Linked DNA regions of Oryctolagus cuniculus: region 2 is linked to region 1. Evidence: chromatin contacts called from public Micro-C data. All regions are on one chromosome and are shown on one strand. The core of a region is the stretch at or near the end of the contact, and the rest is flanking DNA. Distances in the headings are between cores, read along the strand shown. Region 1 holds the start of HEY1 (hes related family bHLH transcription factor with YRPW motif 1). Region 2 holds the start of ZBTB10 (zinc finger and BTB domain containing 10).

Region 1 (3,155 bases), core at 612-3,111:
CGCCTGGACCTTCAGACTTTGGGAAGGGAGAGGCAGGGGCTCCTGGTGCCTTGACTGAGGCCTGAGGGATTGGAAAAGCAGCTTTGAGCTGAACTTGCGGTTGTGTGACAGCAGCACCCCCAGAGCGCTGTCACCTGTGAGCAGCCAGAGAGAAAGCAGGGGGTGGGCTGGATCTGACTGACAGCTGACAGGCGGCGCGTGGTGGAGCATCAGGAAGCAGGGGGGGTGTCTAGGTGCCAGCAACGGACAAGTGCAGGGGGGCTAAGCCAGGGACCCAGCCTAGAGGGAGAAGCGGGTCAGGGCACGGAGGGCCGAGGGGCCAGAGGTGAGTGCTGTAAGCGCTTTAGTGGGATCTAGGAGGCTGCAGAACGTGTGGAGGGGTTGGGGGTGAGGAGGTGCTGAGACAGGAACCAGGGAATGAGGTTCAGGTCGCCCAGCGTGGTGACCAGGTGTTTCAGGGCGGCACTGAAAACACGGACGCGGTCCAGCATAGGAAAAGCTACTTGCCAAGGGGAGCACATTCCTCTGGCACTCTCAACCACGTCCCTATAGCTTTATTTCACAGAGCCGGCTGCAAGCCCATGCGTGCATTTAGCCACCATAAGGGACAGAGACGACCGGGTTTTCAAATTCACAGTAACCCTCCTGCCCATTTCTACAAAACCTGGCATTAGGAATGGATCTGGGGATGTAAAACCGTATATTTTTTTTTTTTTTAAATCTGTCCTCCTTGGGGGGAGGGTCTCGTGGGACCTCACGTAGCTCCTAATAGGCGCCACCGCACAGCCAGGCCAGAGCAGAAGGGCTGCTCGTGCTCTCCCGCAGCGAGGCGGGGCCCAGAAATAAACGCCCAACCCGCCACCCTGTCGCCCGCGGAAAGGATCTAGCCGCCGACGCCTGGGGAAAAGAAAAGAAAAAAAAAAAAAACAAAAACATAATGAATATCCCCAAGGATCCCCCACTCCCTCGCTTTCAGCCCAGAAAACAAGCGCTCCATTGCCCCGGAAATTACAAGCACCGGGGAATTCACTCCATCCCGGAGGCGTCTGGCTCCCCGCGAGGCCAAGGGCCCCAACCCCGAAAAAGGACATCCCTCAACCCAAGTCCTGCCCCTCCAAGCGGCCGGCCCCTGGGACGGCGGCCACCGCGGGCGCGCCCGGCGCCTGGGCGGCCCTCTCCCCGCTTCCCGGCTTGGCTGCCCCGAGCGGCCGGCGCGCGGCCGGGCCAGGTGCACCAGCTGCGGCCCCGCCAGCGGCGCGCGCCCTCCGGTCGCCGGACACAGGCGGCCACGCAGCCGAGATTTACGGCGTCGCTGGGCGGCGGTTTCCGGGGCCGGCCGGCGCCCGGGCTCCGATTACAGGTTCACACGGGGGGCCCAGCCCGCGGCCGGCCGCCCAGCTCCGGCCTGCGCGCCATCGCGCGGCCCCGCTCCTCCGCCTGCCCATTCTTCTCCATTCATGCGGACGCCCAGCGCCGCCGCCGCCGCCGCCAGCGCGGCCGCCGTCGCCGTCCGCCCGGATTGGCTGGCGGCCGCGGCGCCGGCACTTTCCCACGGCCCGCGGCGCGTGCGGCTCAGCGGCGGCGCTGCAGGCGCGGCTCTGGCGCGCGGCCAGGCCAATCGGGGCGCGCGGGGCGGGGCGGGGCAGCGGCCGCCGGCGGGCTGGTGTCCCGGCCCGGCCCCCAGCGCCTCCCCGCCGCCGGCCCACCGCCGCCTGCGCCTCCTCCGTCACCCCCCTACTGCGGAGCCCCCGCGGAGCCGACGCACCGCCGCCGGGGGCGCGGCCCGCCCTCGCCCTCCGCCTCGCTCCGCCCCCCTGCCCTGGCGGCTGCCAATCAGCGGGGCGAGGAGTCGGATTGGCCGTGGCGGGGGTGGTGGTGGTGGGGGTGAAGCTGTTGCCCGGCAGCCGCCGCCCCGCCCCTCCGCCTCCTCGCCCGCCCTCCCCAGGGCCCTGGGAAGGGGCTCAGCGTGGGAAAGGGATGGTTGAGTTTTAACCCGAGGCAGAGCGCGAGCGGGATCAGTGTGTGGCGGGCGCGAGCAGCCGAGCGCGGAGAGGCGCCGCCGTGGTGAACTCCCTGCCCGCCGCGCCGACCCTCCCCAGGAGCCCCGGAGCTGCCGCAGCATGAAGCGCGCTCACCCCGAGTACAGCTCGTCGGATAGCGAGCTGGACGAGACCGTAGAGGTGGAGAAGGAGAGTGCGGACGAGAATGGGTGAGTCCGCGGTGACAGCGAGCGGCCGGGCAGGGCGCGGGGGAGACCTCGCGGGTCCCCTCCCCTCGCTGAACGGGGCCTCCCCTGCCCCTTGTCTCTCTCTCTCTGCCCTTAGAAACTTGAGTTCGGCTCTGGGTTCCATGTCTCCAACCACATCTTCCCAGATCTTGGCCAGGAAACGTCGGAGAGGCGTGAGTCTCTGGATAATCCTTATTTACTTACTGTTGTGACTATCTTGGTTACGCATTAACGGGGAGGACCACCGTTTCTTCCCTGCGGGGTGTCCAGCAGTAGTGGCAATGTCCTCCTTTGTTGTGCCTGCTTTCTGCAGATCATTGAGAAGCGCCGACGAGACCGGATCAATAACAGTTTGTCCGAGCTGAGGAGGCTGGTACCCAGCGCCTTTGAGAAGCAGGTAATGGAGGGAGAAGGGCGAGCTCCGAGTTGCGCGCGCCTTCCGAACCCGCTGCCCCCGAGCCTCGGAGGGGAGCCGCGGCTGAAGTCCTGCGGCGGTTCCCACGCATTTTAGACGCGTTGTTTCCTTGGGTCTACGCTTGACGGTTTCTGTGTGTCCGTGCGTTAAGTTCTCATAGGCCCAGCAATCTTGCTGTTCTCTTCTCCAGGGCTCCGCTAAGCTAGAGAAAGCCGAGATCCTGCAGATGACGGTGGATCATCTGAAAATGCTGCACACTGCGGGAGGGAAAGGTATATGGCTCCGTATTTCCTGGCGGGGCGGGGTGGGGGGCTCCCGACTATGGGGGTGCAGAGAGCAGCGGCAGCAGCGGACCAGACCGGCGCAGTCACCGCCTGGTGTCTCTCATTTCTGAACGGTGCGTGCACTCGCCTGATGGTACATTTTCAAACGCACAGCAACATTTCCTCCAGTGACTTCATCGCCCGCACCCTCTGCAGATTGAGCAAATGCATCTTTTTGGACAATGCCTGT
Region 2 (3,102 bases), core at 87-2,586, 690 kb before region 1:
TCATAAAGACATAAAAACACAGTCAGCGGTACGATTAGAAAATTGTCATTCCGTTCCCCTCCCCCCACACCACATACACAACTTTTGCAAACTTGTTCCCAGGCTTTCCAAACCCCCACGCGGAAGGCTCCCCGCACCCCTCTCAACGGGAGCGATGCCCTCGCTCAGGGGAATGGGTGGTTTAGCCAAGGAATCTTCCCCCTAAAAGAGGCAGGCGCGAGCTCTAGCCTACCTGGGCGTTGGCTTCGTGGAGTTTGTGCTCGGTAGAGACGTGGTGCCTCAGGAGAAGGGTTTTCTTGTAGTTGCGGGTCCCTCGAGAAAGCTCATCGTGCCCCACCTGGGGCAGGTCCACGCTGCCCCCATCCTCGGAGGTCTTTTGGCACCAGCCGCAAAACATAAGGCCAGTATCCTTGGAATACCGCAGCCAGGGAAAATCCTTTAGCCAGGAGGTCTGGAAGGAGCACTGGAGCTTCTGCATTAGGGACTTGGACCGCGCGAGCGGCAAGTGCTGGACAGTCTCTCCTTCGCCAGCTCCCACACCGCTGCCCTCCACTTCGTCCCCGCCATCGCCGCCCGACCGCCTGCTGCTGCCGCAGCTGCCGCCTTCCGCCCCACTGCCGTCGCCCAGGCTCGCCCCCTCCTCCTCGTCCTCGGTGCTGTCGCTCAGGGACGCGCCGTCCTGCATCAACTCCTTCCCCTCCAGCGCGTCCAGCTCCAGCTCCACAGCCGCCGGCCCTCGTCCATTGAAATGCCTCAGGGGCCACGCCGAGGTCTCGGGCCGGCCGCGGCTACTGCCATTGTTGCCGAGACCCCCGCCGCCGCCGCCTCCTCGGAAGGCCAGAGTCCGACGGTTCCTTTCCGCTAGCAAGGGGCCCCCCGCGCCACCGCCGCCCAGCGAGGTGGGGCCGCCCGCGTCTTGGGGGAGCAGCAACTCCTTAGCTTCCTCGGCGGCGGCCGCGGCAGCCGCAGCAGCGGCCGCCCCAGCGGAGGCCTCCAAGTCTTGGGGCTCCAGGCCCTCCAATTCCGTTTCCTCGTCGGCCCCCCGCCCATTGGGCTGCTGAAGCGCGGGCGGCGCCGGCGGCGGGGGCTGTCTTGGCTGCGGCTGCTGAGGCCAAGCCGAGGCCTCCCCGCCAGCGTTATTGTTCGTGGAGCCGCCGCTGGCGGTGACCAACCCGCCTCCTCGGAACGCCAGCGTCCTGCGGTTCATCTCACTGAACGACATGGCGCGCGCAGCCGCCGCCGCCGCCGCCGCCGCCGCCGCCCGGTGCCCCGGCTCGCGCCCGGCCTCGGGCCGCGTCCCGCGCGCTCCCCGCGGCTCCCCCTCCGCTTCGCCCCCGCCCCCGGCGTTCCGGTCTCGCGGGGCTCGGCCTCGCCCTCCCGCCCGGCTCGCGCCCGGGGCTGCCGCACGCGTCCGCGTCCGCTGCCGCCGCCGCCGCCGCCGCCTCCGGCCGCTCTCCGCGTCCTCCACCCCCGCCCCGCTGCGCTCCGGGCAGCGTCCCGCGCGGAGAAGGGGGCGGGCGGCGGAGAGGCGAGGAGCGAGCCGGGGCGCGTGGGGCCTTCGAAGTTGAGAGGCGGAGTGCGGGGAGACCCTCCGCTGCCCCCTCTTCTACGCCGCGCGCACACACCGACCCTCCAAACAGATATCCTTCCTCCGGCGCGCCGAGGAGTCCCGCCGCCGCCGCCGCCGCCGGCTGCCGACGCGCTGAGGACGAGAGGCACGTTAAACTGCCCGGCTCCGCCACATAACGAGCCGACAATAAAGCCGGCGGAGCGCTTCCGTCCGACCAGGCCCTGGCGGAGGTCGAATGGCAAATGAACAACGGACCGTGCGCCCACAATGCACCGGGGTAGCAGTAACCGCTGGAGGGGGAAAGGGTGGGGGCCGGGCTGGGGGAGGGGGGCTGGGCTTGGGGCTGGGCTGGGGTGGGGTGGGGGCGCCAGGGGACCGGGAAAGGGGCCGGGCCGCGCCTCCGGCCTGGGGGCGGGGGTGCGGCCGCAGGGAAGGAAGTCGGCCGAGGGGCGGGGGGACAAAAGGCCGGGCGGCCGGCTGGGGGTCTCGGGGAGGGGCGGGCGTGTGCGGCCGGGGCCAGGGCTGCGCGGAGGACAAACAGCTGGCGAGTGTCAGGGTCTGGCCGCCTCCCCGCTGCCCACAGGCACCTACCCGCGCCCGGGACGCGCGTTTTCCTCCTCTCGCCACGAGTTCACCTGGGACTTTGGGAAATAAGTGCGCGGTGGGAAGCTGCGCTCCAGCCTTGTCATTTGCTGGGGGTGGGTGGGGTGGGGTGGGGTGCGGTGGGTGGGGGTGTGGGTGTGTGTGGATGGCGGTGCCCGAGGAAGTGAACTTATTTTGTCCCCTCACAAAGACTGGAGCGGGCGAGCGCCTCTCGGGCGAGGAGGTGGCGAGCCGCGGACCACCGCCTGCCCTGGATGCCAGGGCAGCGCCTCGGGCCCCGGGGGCAACCATCCTCTCGCCGAAAACGCACCGCCCCGAGTGTCTTGACGGCCGTGATGAAATGGAAATTTAAATAAAAGGTCGAACACGTGCGTTCACTGGGAAGTATTGACATGGGTGTTACATCACCGGCAACCAATCAGAGGGCTCGGCTCGTGTTTATACTTCTACAACCACCTTGTGAGTATTACAGTATGTCATAACGTTATAAATATTAGGCAGGGTTTTCCCCAGCCGCGGCAGGAGGCTGCTCGCACGGACCCGGCGCGCGGCTCCCGAGATTGCCAGCCCCAGCGCAGCAAGGGCTCATTTGAAAAGAAAAAAAAAAAAAGCAACGCCAACTGTTTACATTGCATATAGAATTTAGAGTGATTAGAACTGATTGAGCTGGGAGTGAAGCGCCCAAGGCGACCATCCTAGTGGACTTTTTCACTGAAAGGTTCTCCGGTTTGGAGCCCTTAACATTGATCCCTTTTTAAAAAAAGTCTTTTAAAAAGATGCTACATGTAGCAAATTCTGCAGTGTTTAGGCTCATATGCTAGTTTACAGTATTAGATAAGTCAAGTTTTTTTTTTTGTTATTGTCGTTCAAACAAGTTTCACCGCCCCCCCCCCAAAAAGATACCTTCAGGCCATGGAGGGGTGTTTTAT

What was found. Hi-C and Micro-C count contacts between places; a contact is called where the count stands out from the background.
Region 2: a contact with region 1 is called in a Micro-C map of ear pinna, with 6 times the contacts expected there. The contact joins the promoter of ZBTB10 here to the promoter of HEY1 in region 1. A contact is called at or near these places in 3 of 6 Hi-C or Micro-C datasets (ear pinna, skin fibroblasts and an unstated tissue).

What each region holds. Positions count from the first base shown.
Region 1 is chr6:105,308,680-105,311,834 of mOryCun1.1, reverse strand. It overlaps HEY1 (hes related family bHLH transcription factor with YRPW motif 1), which reads left to right and starts at 1,861. Exons shown (of 5, transcript XM_008255689.4): 1 at 1,861-2,209; 2 at 2,325-2,400; 3 at 2,541-2,624; 4 at 2,833-2,914. The coding sequence starts at 2,121.
Region 2 is chr6:105,999,596-106,002,697 of mOryCun1.1, reverse strand. It overlaps ZBTB10 (zinc finger and BTB domain containing 10), which reads right to left and starts at 1,336. Exons shown (of 6, transcript XM_017341413.3): 1 at 233-1,336. The coding sequence starts at 1,222. It overlaps LOC127490727 (a long non-coding RNA gene), which reads left to right and starts at 1,889. Exons shown (of 7, transcript XR_011389489.1): 1 at 1,889-2,632.